Regions from separate parts of the Gossypium hirsutum genome. Here region 2 is linked to region 1. Evidence: chromatin contacts called from public Hi-C data. All regions are on one chromosome and are shown on one strand. The core of a region is the stretch at or near the end of the contact, and the rest is flanking DNA. Distances in the headings are between cores, read along the strand shown. Region 1 holds the start of LOC107919846 (far upstream element-binding protein 2). Region 2 holds the start of LOC107920406.

The links. Hi-C and Micro-C count contacts between places; a contact is called where the count stands out from the background.
Region 2: a contact with region 1 is called in a Hi-C map of leaf, with 1.8 times the contacts expected there. The contact joins the promoter of LOC107920406 here to the promoter of LOC107919846 in region 1. A contact is called at or near these places in 2 of 34 Hi-C or Micro-C datasets (both in leaf).

What each region holds. Positions count from the first base shown.
Region 1 is chrD13:40,935,831-40,943,032 of Gossypium_hirsutum_v2.1, forward strand. It overlaps LOC107919846 (far upstream element-binding protein 2), which reads left to right and starts at 1,382. Exons shown (of 7, transcript XM_016849237.2): 1 at 1,382-1,782; 2 at 2,179-2,534; 3 at 2,967-3,152; 4 at 3,295-3,396; 5 at 3,489-3,560; 6 at 3,646-3,762; 7 at 6,032-7,202. The coding sequence starts at 1,569.
Region 2 is chrD13:41,180,338-41,186,836 of Gossypium_hirsutum_v2.1, forward strand. It overlaps LOC107920406, which reads left to right and starts at 3,837. Exons shown (of 13, transcript XM_016850113.2): 1 at 3,837-4,304; 2 at 5,123-5,182; 3 at 5,250-5,428; 4 at 5,894-6,029. The coding sequence starts at 4,158.

The DNA of each region.
Region 1 (7,202 bases), core at 132-2,631:
CTAATAGGTTTAAAGGGTAGAAGTCTATGAGCAAAAGTCGATACTACTTCCACAATTGTAAAATCACAAGGCATCCATTCACTTCCTCGCTCCCCACTTTACACCTCTTGCACAACGCTCTATATAGGCAAAATGACAAGGTCCCAACTATGTGTACCAACAATTTAAAAGTTAGATAAAAATGGGAAGTACAAGGTATGAACTAAGTTGCTAGAATTTTCTATCATCAACACACCTCCGGTTAGGTGAAAAATGTATGCTCGAGCATGGTAATCGATCTAAATGGGTATTGAATTCTTGAGGAGATTCCTAAATCACCTCTTCAACTAATCTAACTTCACTTGGTGCCATTTGAAATCCACCGGAAGGTTTGTATCAGTTTTGAACTTTGCATAAAGGTCATCTTGTAAATTAAATTCAAAGCTTCTCATCACAAGATGCTCGTCTTCTAGAAGCCTTATCAGCAATGCTACATCTTCCAGTTTTATTATCGCCTAGTTGTATAAGAGATGAAGCATATGAGTCTTCGATCTCCATCGTTTAATCAGAATGGATAAGAATGACAAAATGTAAGTAACTCTCCCAATTTGACTTGTGTGATAGAAATCAATGCCTCTTAATTGGAGCAAGATTCTCTCGTTAAGTGGACCTATACTCATATTATTGCGAAGCTAAGTAATACGAGAATACTCTAATGTAACTACACCTTGGGCTACATGTCCTTCGAATCTTAAAAAGTTGGCAACCATTATGTAGGATATATGGTAAATAACAAACATCATAATTTGTTTTTGTTTATTGCGAAAAATTAACAAATTTATTTGCCTATTTATAGCTTCTTAAATTAGGGATTCACAAAAATATTAGTGAAAATTGACAGGTGTTGATTTTTATTTATTTTCTATTATTATTTATTTAAATTACTTTATTCGTTTTTTAAAATTAGTACTCACGTTGACACCACTAAGTGTCAGATTTAGGATACAACATTCATCCCTAGCAATTAAAAAAATAAATTTAAATTTTTAACGATTACTTTTCAAATTTATTCTTTGAATTTGACACCCAAATATTGAAATTATAACAATAATTAACCCTGATTCTAATGTCACGTAGAAATTTTAGAGGCAATGTTGCAAACTTAGAACTTGACATCTTTAGGTGTCGAGGTATTACTAAAGAAAACTTCTTCTTTTTTAAAAATAGTTTGTTTTTTAAAATTTAAAAAACAGATAAATAAAAACAAAAATCATTTAATTTTAAATATAAAAATCCAATTTTGGGAAATAAAGAAAAACAAAAATATTTTCTCACACCTAAAGATTTTTTTTTTCAAGAAAATAGAAAGTAGGCTGAAGAGTGGGCCAAAGAAAGAAAGGAAATTGCGAAATGTGAAATGTGATATTTTGCAGCTATAAATTGGCCTTAAACCCTAATGTAGTACATTACATACAAACACGATATTTTATCTCTTACATACTAGCATCCTCATCCAACACTTCCATTGCTTCGCTATTTCTGCTCTCTTCTCCAAACCCTAGATTACTTCTCCTTTTCCGTACATTTTGATGGCTGAGGAAGAGGCCGTAGCCCCTGCACCCAGCCCCGTCCCTTCCGATCTTAAGCGAAAACTCGAGGATGTCGAGCCCCACGACCCCCATGCGGACAACATGCCTCGCGACTCTGCTTTAGACCCTGATGCCCAAGATAACGATGCTGCACCATCTGATTTGTCCGAGGCCAAACGCCCTAGGCTCGACGACGATAAAACCGATGGCTTGGGTAATGAACATGTTCCCTTTTTCTGGGTTTATGTACTATTTAAGGAAATGATTTGAGGGGTTAAATGATAGTAGCTCTAGGGTTAATTGTGAGTTTTATGTGCTAGGTGAATACGAAGTGAGAAGATCAAGGCTCCGTTTGGTTGTTACTTTACTAATTTTTCTTTTTCTGTCATTTATTTTTACATGTTTAAAAATTGCTAAAATCAAGAGCCAATTTTGATGGAGCCTATGAGTGAACACCTTGTTTTTTTTTTCTTTCCAATTTTGTGCAGAAAGCAAAAAGCAATAGCAACAGTGATATCAAAACAAAACATGGTTTATGGCTGGTTCATATTTTTATTGCTTTGCATATCTAACTATTCTAATTCCATGGTCTTTATGCTTAAAATAACAGCCAGTGAGAATGGATTTGAAGCTGAGAAATCGCATGAACCTGACAAGGAGGAGGAGGAGGGTTTGCAGCAAAATGAGCTTAACAAGCAAGCAGAGAATGGTGATTCTCCTGCAAAGGAGGCTGAAGAAACTGTAAAACCTGAGCAATATGAAGGAACTGCAGAGGAAACAGATGGGCAGTCTGCAGATAATCCTGAAACTGCTGATGCTGAGTTAGGTAAAGTTGAGAGTTTTGAGGCAGATAACGGTCAAGAACCTGCTAAAGAGGATAATAAGCAACCTTCTGATGACTTGCCTCAGCAGGAGGTTGATGATGGTACAACTATTACTCGCAAAATGGAGGTTCCTAATGCGAAGGTATGCTAGCCAAATTTTTAAGCTGTCTCATTGTGAATTGTTTGAACTGGGTGTAAACTGAAGTTGATTTTTTCGTAGTTACTTCAACAAACATTTCAACAATCCCTTTTTGCACTATAATCTGTTTGATCCCATGTCAAACAGACAATCCTTTTTTAAATTTTTTTTCCCAATAATGGTAGGTCTTCTTCTCTCTTAAGGTGGATGTCATCTATTAAATTACATTTTTTTAATAATAACAATCTCCTCATTATGCGGCTAAACTACCTTTAATGTTTTATCTGCATTTATTGTTCTATCTTTGGTGACGTCTACCTTTTTTAGTGTACACACATTCCAAAAATATCTTGTAATCCAAGCAATGCCTTACTCCCTCTTCATAATTGTGGAACATCTTGTTCTGTGATTTTTATTTCTTGCATGCTTGTATAGGTTGGCGTTCTCATTGGCAAGGCAGGAGATACTATAAGGTACCTGCAATACAACTCTGGGGCAAAAATTCAAATCATGAGGGATGCAGATGCTGATCGGGATGCTCCTACAAGACCTGTAGAAATTATCGGGACTTTGAGTAGCATAATCAAGGCTGAGAAGCTTATAAATGCTGTCATAGCAGAGGTTGTATGCTGTTTCTGAAATTTGTTAATCAATATCTAGCTCCATGCTTTCATTATTTACCCTGTCCCTCCCCTTCCCCCTCTACTGTCAAAATTAATATCCTTCATTTGTTGCATTAACTTAATGTTTGTATTTGGTTCAGGCTGATGCTGGGGGTTCTCCTTCCCTAGTAGCTAGGGGCCTTGCTACCACACAGGCTGCTGGTGCTGCCGATCAAATTGAGATACAAGTTCCAAATGAGAAGGTTAATCATTTTTTGTGTTCAGGCATCATAATTCTTGCTCAAAGATGCATTAGTCTTATTCCTACTGGTGTATGTTACCTTACCTGTTTCAGGTTGGTTTAATCATTGGTAGAGGTGGGGAAACTATAAAAGGACTGCAGACGAGGTCAGGGGCTCGAATTCAGGTAGTTGATGTTTATTTGTCTTTTTCAGGGTTGGAGTTCTTGCAAAACTGGTCCTGTAAGTACTGACAATTTACTATCTTTTTAGTTGATACCTCAACATCTCCCAGAAGGGGATGGATCAAAAGAAAGGACAGTGAGGGTAACTGGGGATAAGAAGCAAATTGAGATTGCCAGAGAAATGATAAAAGATGTTATGAATCAGGTTTGCTTTTTTACCTTGCATCATTTTCTGCATAAGTAATTTTCTAATGGTATTTTAATTGCATCCTGTGAGTTTATCTATTTTTAATATTTTGTTACTAGAGCTAAAGTATCTAGATTGACTCTGTTTAATTGCTATCAATGAACTAAGTTTATGTTATCTTTGATCTCTGAATCCTCTCATTTGTTGAGTTCTGTTTTGGTGCATCCAATTATAATTACATCTTTTTGCTGATGGCATAAAAGCATTCAGGATACGTCTGAGGCTAGCTAGGAACATGTCACTGTCAAAATACTATTGCTTGTGTAGTTCCAGGATTTTTTTTTTTTTGGCATGCTTGCCTGGTAGGTTTGGCAGGCAGGGTTACTGGAGTGGGAATTGACCTAAGTTTAGGTGATCTTTGATCTCCCAATCTGATCATTTGTTGAGTTTTATTTTGGAGCATCCAATTTTAATTATATTTCTGTGCTGATGGCTTAGAAGCATCTAAGAGGCTGTTTAAGAACATGTCACGAGCAAAATATTGCTGTTGTGTAGGCTGGGATTTTTCTTGCATGCTTTCCTTGTAGATTTAGTAGACGTGAATTAGTGGAATTGCTTAGATTGTTATCTAGAGGCTTGGTTGTGCTTGTAACTTAAAAATATACAGTTGATACAGTTGATAGGATCATTGACATTCTGATTAAATGATATTGTTTTAAGAACATATGCATATATAGTTGGATGTGTGTGATCCTTTTCCTTCTCTTCACAAATAAAATATGCCCTTTATGAGATAGGATTTTAGCTGAGGACTACATATACTGCTAGTGAAGCTTTTAAACTCCAGAAGTAGGGCTAGAATGTTGTCATGTATATATTTAATTATTATAGGCATTAATTAACTTTCTTAAATATATCCTAGTAAGACACATGGCAACCCTCTAACTTTGCTTGTGGAGTTTATGAACTTCTATACTGGTGTATAGACAATTCTCTTTTAGCAAACATCAAGCAGCACGTCTCATATAGTATATAATTGAGTGGGTACAAATCTATCTCCAATGGATTTGCCAAAGCAAACAATCAGTTGTAGTTAACTTCATTTTCTTCTATGACACATTGTAATCCGACTGAGGATTTTCTTTCTGGGAGTGAGTTTTTTTCCTTGAACAAGAGTGTGAATGATCCATGCCAACATCACTTGAATGCTATTAGGAGGATAATATATTCAATCCAAGATGCCGGTTGCCATGCTTTATTTATGTTGAAGGTGCCGATTTCGAATTCGTTGGCTTTAAAATCTGCAGATTTTGGGTACCTTTTCCCTGGGGTCAGCATTGCTTTCTTGGTGTAGCAATAGACAACCACTATTTCCTTTCATCCACTGAAGAGAGGTATCTGGCATTAAACTCACATTGCAAGATGTTAATAGTTGGTAAGATTGCTTTGAGACTTGAAAATTAAAAATAATAATGTAGTGAGACTGCATGAGCGGCCTTCATGTTCTATGCATGAGATGTGTTGGAAGAAGTACACCTGGTGAAGTGATCATGTCTGCAATGTATATTGGATCAGTACCATCTTGAATGTTGTTTGTGCTATGCTGAAAATATGATACTTGTCCTCTAATGTGTATAGTGATGATGTACTGTAGTTGTAAGTCATAAGGTCAGAAGAAGAATTGACATGATGTTACGTTTATGTCATGCTACATCGCTTGGATGACATGATCTTATGTGAAAGTCTTGGCATATCCTTGTTGTAGTTCAAGATGCTTGAAAGATATGAGGTTCAGTTTAATCTTGGTTAGCTCATGAAATCCCATATTCCTGTCTATAATTATTAACTAGCATTTAATCTCTTCACTTTAGATTCTGTTTATTGGTAGCTCTGATTTTCTTTTGGTGCCATGTTTTGGAGGGCAATACAGGTTGGTGAGATTTGTCTGCCTAGAAATTTAGTATGTCAAATAAGTGATGATATTTTTTTCTTTTATCTCCTTGATTCGTAAAAAGTTTGAATAAGGATATGGTTCAACAGAATTACCTCTCATCTTGCTTATTTCTCATTTTAGTTCAAATTATCATTGGTTTCATCATAAATGCTGTTTTTGGCATATGCTTTTATTTTTAACCAAGAGGTTTCCTAGCATTCTAGCAACCTGTTTTCTTTGGTTTAACATGGTTAAGCACGATTTTGAGGCTTACTTTCTACTTTCGATTTTCCCCCTCGAAATTGGTGAATGAAATTCCTTCTCATCTAACTTATTATTTTGTTTAATGGATAGACTGTCAGGCCATCACCTCTTTCTGGTGGTTTCAATCAGCAAGGCTATCGACCTCGGGGAAACAGTGGTCCACCTCAGTGGGGTCCCCGGGGGCATCCTCCTCAGACATCATATGATTATCAGCAACGAGGACCATATCCATCTCACAACTCTCATTATCAACCTCCGTATGGTGGGTACCCTTCTCACCAAATGGCTCCAAGGAGCAACTTTGGTTCTAGTTGGGAGCAGAGGCCTCATAGCATGCAGGGACCTCCTCAGAGTGGAGGTTATGATTACTACAGCAGGCAAGGGGGGGTCTCTAACCAACATTTGACTTCAATTCCTGGTCATGGACCGGGTCCCTCACCTGCTCCAGCTATGGGGCTGCCTCCATCTCAGTCGAGTTATAATTATGGACAGCCTCGTGGTCCAGCAGATTATGCGCATCCACCACCCTATTCGCAAGCTGCTCCCCAGCATGGCTACGGACATGGATATGAAGAGAAGTATGAAAATCATACCCCAGTTCAGCATCCTTATGGAGGGCATGGATCTGCTCAGCCAGGATATGCACAGCCAGGTCCTCAACCTGGGTATGCCCCTCAGCAGCAATATGGCAAGCCACCATCTTATGGCATGCAGTCACAAGGACCCCAAACATATGGACCTCCAGCCAATCAACCTGGAGAAGTACCATATCAAGGTCCAACTGCTCAGTCATATGGTTCAAATGTGCCTCCACAGCAGCAGTATGCATATGCATCAAGTGGGCCAACGCAACAAAGCTATCCTCCATATGGCTCTGCACCACCTAGTGATGGGTACAGTCAGCCTTCAGCTGTGGGTGGCCAGGCTTATCCGCAGCAAGGTAGCCAGCCTGTTCCTGGTTACAGTCAACCAACTGCATATGCACAAGCAAGTAGCGCTGCTGGGTATGGTCAATACCCACCATCGCAACAAGGCTACTCTGAACAGACACAGGCTCCTAACAATGCAGGTTATGGGTATCAAGGGGCGCAGGATTCTGGTTATGGTGGTGCGCCTGCAGCAACATATGGTGCGCCCCCAGCCAGTGGCCAAGCAACTTATGCTCAAACAACAGCAGCTCAGCCTACCTATGATCAGCCTGTTCCTCAATCTGGTAGTTATGCTGCAGCGCCAGGTAGTGCACCTGCTGGGTATGGAAAAA
Region 2 (6,499 bases), core at 2,587-5,086, 250 kb after region 1:
CTCATGATCAGATTCTACACCTTCATACTCCTTTTTATTAAAGTTGACATTATTAATTTCTGTGTTAATTATAAATTCACCTTCCCCATTATTAGAATCCTTATGTTGTATATTCCTAGTCTTTTCTTGATCAATTATAGAATCTTCCTTACTATAATTCCTTCCTTGAAGATTAGAATCAAAATAAGATTGTGTTTCAACAAACGTGACATCCATGGTAACAATAATCTTCCTATCAATTGGATCATAACATTTGTAACCCTTTTTATTATAAGCATAGCCAAAAAAGACACATTTTTTGCTCTAGGATCTAGTTTACCTTGGTTGTGAAGATAAACAAAAACACTACACTTAAAAACTCAGAGGGATAAATCGGAGATCAATTTAGAGTTAGGAAAGTTATCTTTAAAGAGATGAAAAGGAGTTCTATAGTTTAAAGTTTTACTAGGAATTTTATTAATAAGATATGTAGCTGTTAGCAAGAAAGATAACGTGGTACCTGACTAGTGAACATCAAGGCTCTAGTTACTTCCAAAAGATATCGGTTTTTTCTTTCTGCAATCCCATTTTGTTATGGTGTATTTGTACAATATCTTTGGTGGATTATTCCATGTTTGGTTAAGAAAACACCTAATTGGTCACTAAAAAATTCTCTACCATTGTCACTCCGAAATACTTCTATTTTCACACCAAATTGTGTTTTCACCATAGTATAAAAAGAATGAAGCACATTTTTAACTTCAGACTTATCTTTTAATAAAAACACCCAACAAATACGAGTATGATCATCAATAAATGTGACAAACCAATGTTTTCCTGAAAAATTTGAGACTTTTGAAGGTCTCCAAACATAACTATGAATTAACGAAAAAGGTTTAAAGGCTTTATATTTTTGAAGTGGAAAGAATGACCTATGATGTTTAGCCAATTCACAAAATTCACAGTGATATAAAGAAGGACTTTTTTTTTAAATAGATTAGGTAACAAATATCTTAAATAGTAAAAATTAGGATGTCAAAGCTTATAATGCCAAATCATAATCTTATCAAAATCAGGAACATAATTTAAACATAAAGTAGTTGTTGGTTGACTTAGATGGTCGTCGTCAAGAAAGTAAATTCCACCAAATTCTTTAGCATTACCAATCATATTCCCCGAGACCATGTCTTAAAATTTACACATAGAGGAGTCAAAAATAACATGACAATCCGAGGACTGGGATAATTTATTGATCGATATGAGATTACAAGCTAGATTTTGCACATGTAAAACATCATGTAAAACTAAGAAAGACGAAATTTTAACAATGCCCTTCCCAACTATTGCCGAGAATGACCCATTTGCTACTTTGATCTTTTTGTTTCCTACGCAAGGTGTGTAAGTTGAAAAAAAGAAAATGACTACTAGTCATGTGATCACTAGCTCCAGAATCAACAATCCACGTGTTTGTTTTACAAGGCTTGACATTGAAAAAATAAAAAAATCAGTACCTGATTGGGCAAAAGAGGAAGAAGGATTATTGGATGAGTTAGGAATAGAAGAATTCATCCGAAATTGTGGTGATTGAAAAAGCTTGTGTAGATGCTCTAATTGTTCCTTAGTGAATGAAGACCATTCCAAAGAACTTTGGCCTTCATAATTTCCATTAGTTCTTAAGATTCGAGATCTCACTTCAGCAAATTCTTTATTTAAACCAGCCAGAAACAAAGAAGCTCGTTCATTCTTTTCTTTTTTCATAGCTTTTACACCATCTCCGGGACACTCCTATTCATCATTATAACACTGATCCAGTTCTTGCCAAAGAGACGTCATCTCGTTATAATAAAAAGTAACTTTCTTTTCCCCTTGCCTAGCTTTCCAAAGTTTTATTTTTAACTCAAAGATCTGTGAATCATTTTCTAAATCTGAATAGGTGTCTTTCACAGCATCCCAAAAATCTTTAGTAGTTGGGAGAAAAAGAAAAGGCTTACCTACGGATGCGTCCATGAAATTAATAAGCCACACAATTATCATAGAATTTTCTGACCTCCACTTGCTTATCTTTGGATCGCCCATCTGTTGTTGCTTGACTTCTCTATTTAAATGACCTAGTTTGTCACGCCCATCAATTGCTAATTTTACGGACTGCGACCATTCCAAATAATTCTTGCCATTCAACTTGTGAGATGTCAGCTGAAAAGAAATGTGAGACGCCTCTGTCCCTTGAGTCATTGTACTCTTGGTAGTTGTTTCAATGGTAGAACTTTCTTCCTCTATTTGATTGCTGGATTTCTTATCTCCAGTGAAGGTTGTTTTAACCATGATGTTACTAGAGATTTAACCTAGCTCAGATGCCATGAAAGTTTTCAAGAGAGCTTTTAATAAAACTGTTCTATTTTTATTAACTAAAGAACTAAACTTAAATATAGATAAGAGTCCTAAAAATAATTCCCTTATTCTAATAAACTACTAAAACATAAGGGAAAATAGTTCCCTTATTCTAATAAACTACTAAAAGATAAAATAAAATATTCCTAGAATATGAATAAAACTTATCTACTTAAATAAGATTTATCTACCTAAATAAATTTAAAAACATATACATATTTCAAAAGGGGGAGTTCTTAACTTTGAAACAATTGGTGGAGGTATGGGAGACCAAAGGTCTAATCACCTTTTCATTGGAACTCTGGATAAGTGTTCAAAAATGACACTTTATGTTTGAATTAGTTCTTTAGTACACCAAGACTTTTAGTGGCCTGTGGAAATGAAACTTTTATGTTGGAATCTAAATCCTATAAATAGTTTCACTATGGCTAGTGCTTACACTTTTACTGTTAATAGAAGGAACCTTAGTGTTGAAAACAACTTGAACTTTCTACCCTAGTGAAAGCTTATTGGGAAATCTAAAGTCCTTAAAATACAAATCTTTCTTTGGAAATGTTTCCTTGAAATTGTCCCAACCAGAGCATTCTTTGGTAGTAGGGGAATAAATATAGAGGACAAGTGTTCATTATGCCTAACACACTGAGAAACATTTAGCCACCTACTAAGAGACCATGTAGTGATGAAATAATGGTAGAATCGAATTTGGCCAAGGGAGACTAACCAAAGCCTAGATAATATTATGCTTCACGAATGATTAGAGAAAAACTTAAATGACAAGAATTGGCATCATGCCTATAGAATTCCTTAGAAAGTGATTTTTGCTTCTATGTTATGGTAAATTTAATTGTCTCAAAATGTCCTCCCTTTTCATGGAAGAGTCGAGACAAATCAAGTAACCCCTATAACTCTTTCCAAAGTTGCGGAATTTCATGCTCTATCTACCCCTATAGATACAGATTACCTACAATGATAGGTATCAAATAACAACCATCCCTCTCAAGATGATTTAAACTAAACACGGATAGTTTTGTACTTGCTAATCTTGGAAAGGCAAAGACATATATGATCATGGGAGATAATATAATAAATTAGGTTATTAGAGCTTATAGTCATATCTCACATGCTACGAGTGTTCAAGCGGAGTTATGCACTTTTAAAGATAGTCTAATGCTTGTTAGGGATAAGAAGATAGCTAATATTATTGTAGAGCTTGATGCTTCGGTTGTTATTAGTTTGATTCGTAACAAAAATTTGATGAATCCCTTTTTGTATATCCTTAAGTAGTCTAGTTAATATCCTCTAATCGTGGACTTTTCACTTTTGTTGTCGACAGCCACCGAACTATTTATTACCCATTATGCGTGCCGAGTCCATCAGAGGTATGTTTAATTAATCTATTAATGTTCTTTATGACAAAAAAAAAAAAAAAAAGCGAAGAAAATCCTGAGCCTGAGGGGTTGGTTTACTTTTAAGTTTTAACCGACAAATCTTACCATAGCTGACGAGCATCCCGCATACCTGCCCAAGTCGTAACATAGTCTACTGTGTCTAACAAAAATAAAGGGAAAAAAGAAGAAAAAAAAAAAAAACGTATTTGAACGCTTGTTTGTGTCTTGACTCTGTGGTGATCTTGTTAGGCTCAGGCTTTACGGCACTGATCCGCCGGATCTCGTGGCCGAGTCTCTTTCTCTCTCCATCGTCCCACCGAAAACCTTTATTATCCAGTTGTAGATCAAACATTCAACGCCAAAGGGTTACTTAAGTGAATCCGCGCAAGAAAGAAAGAGTAGATGAAAGGGCACGAGAAATTGACTCTGCTTCTATGCCTAATATGGACTGCAACCATCCTTTACGGCGAGATGTTCTCCTTTTACATGCCCTTTCTCTTCTCTTGCTCTTGGCCTCACCTTTCCTCATCCTCTTCTTCCAATCCCACTGTAATTTTCTTGTCGTCTCTTGTCACTAATTTGTTCTTCATTTTTCTTTTTTGTTTTATTGATATTTGAATTGATCTCACTTCTATTACTATTATTAACATGTTCCAAGCTGAGAATATGTTGATTTTAGGAGATGCAATTATAAAAGCAAATTTACTTTTGAAAGGGTTGAAATATGCAGAAATTTGAGTTCTATTTAGCTAACAACAACAAAAAAAAAGACAGAAAGCAATCAGTGGCGGGGTTTAGTGTCTTTTTGATAAATTTTACGTTTTAACTTTCAACATTGGGATATTTTTGGTATTAACAACTGTGCTATCGATTCCTGAGGCTTTTTGCTTTCAGAAGATATGGTGAAACCCAAACTTTAATGATTCAAAGCTAATTCCCTATATTTGATTAAATTTTAATTACCCTAAAAGATTACTTATTTATGTGTGAAACGCTCTACTCATTTTTATCTTTCCGAATAAAAGAAAGTAGCAAAAGCATCAAATTAACATTTGTTATCAGATCATTTTTCTTTCTGTTATTTACTTAGATAAACTGGAATGATGCTTATTTAGTGCTAATCTGTTACACCTAGTACAAGGGAATCTAGTGTTTGAACTATACTCATAACACATTTCAGGAATTCTTGGCACCTGTTTAAGTTCCTTAAAACTATAGTGTGCTCAATTAATGATTCTCTGGGTGTGATTATGGATGATAACACTGTATAACTCAAATAGAACACATTGATGCAGTTTATTGCGCATTTTCTCATGCTCATGAGCAAATCAACAGAGGAACTAACAGTTTTTGTTTTGCAAGTTTAGATGAACGGAAAAGGTTATGCGGCTGATTATGTCAAAGTTGCTGTTATTGCTGATCCACAGGTATGCTTGTCCTGGTCCTGTTATTCATCCTTGTTGCATTCTAACATATATTTGTTGTCTTTAACAGATCATGGACAAAACCTCCCTTCGCCTGCCGTCTAAATCACTTGCTTTGGAGTTTGTACAATTCTATACAGATTTGTTCATGCGCAGAGCCTTTTTCTCATCCATCCTTCCTTTCAAACCAGAAGTGATTTTGTTTTTGGGTGATTATTTTGATGGAGGTCCTTATTTATCAGATGACGAGTAAGGCTTGTAACTATCTGTTTTTACTTGAAACTTCATTTTAGCTACTTTGTTCGAAGTTAAATCATCCATGGAAGTATGCCCTTTCTGGATCTGGCAAGCTTTGCCAGATGAAATTACGTAACATCTTTATTTCAAAATGAAATTTAAGGCATTAAACACATTCTGGTAAATAAAAAATTTTACGTGTAACATCGTGTTGTCTCACATGGATGCTTTACAATAAAATTTTCTTCTTCTTTTTTCCCCCAAATTTCTGTTTGGGAGTTTGAATATTTCCACCATGCTTATGCTTTTATATGCATATTATGAGGCATTACTAGTACTACTACTAACACCATCAAGATCACCTCTTCGTATCTTTGCTTCACTATATTCTTTGTCTAATTAGGAACAGGTTTTGCTTTGAAACTCTTCAGTTACCTTTCTAATTTAGAGTGCCCTTGACATTGTTTAGTTGATCAGATGGCAGGAATCGTTAAGCCGTCTGAAGCATATGTTTGGTCTAAATACAGAAGAAATACATTCCACTGTTAAAGTTTACCACCTTCCTGGAAACCATGATATTGGTTATGCAACTCTTCAGTCTCATAAACCAGAGGTATTTACTCGTGTTAATATTAAAAATGAGGTTTACGTTTTTAGAACTAAGCATGATTTAGTTCCAGTACTTTTATTTGCATCATGTGCATGGAATGACTGTGATATGGAAAAGAACGAATTGAAGCAAGAAAAAGATTAAAACTAAAGGAGGGCCAGAATGATAAATTTCTGAGTAATTTTGGCAGCATTCATTTAAGTTAAAGGAATGGCTCAGAGGGTCCAAATATGATTGATGTTAAATGTATCTATCTTACTGCTGTGATAGAATATGATAAGGAGAGAATTGGAGTGTGGAAGTGACTGAAAATGAATGGAGATCTTAGGCGAGGGCTAAGTTAAGTGTTACATTTAATAGGAAGTGTACGTATAATGGAGAGTTAAATTGTTATAGATGTGACCTTTACACTTTTCAGTTTGAAATTTTCTGAATATGTAGTTCTAATTTGCTTCAAGTTGTTGGATTAAGGG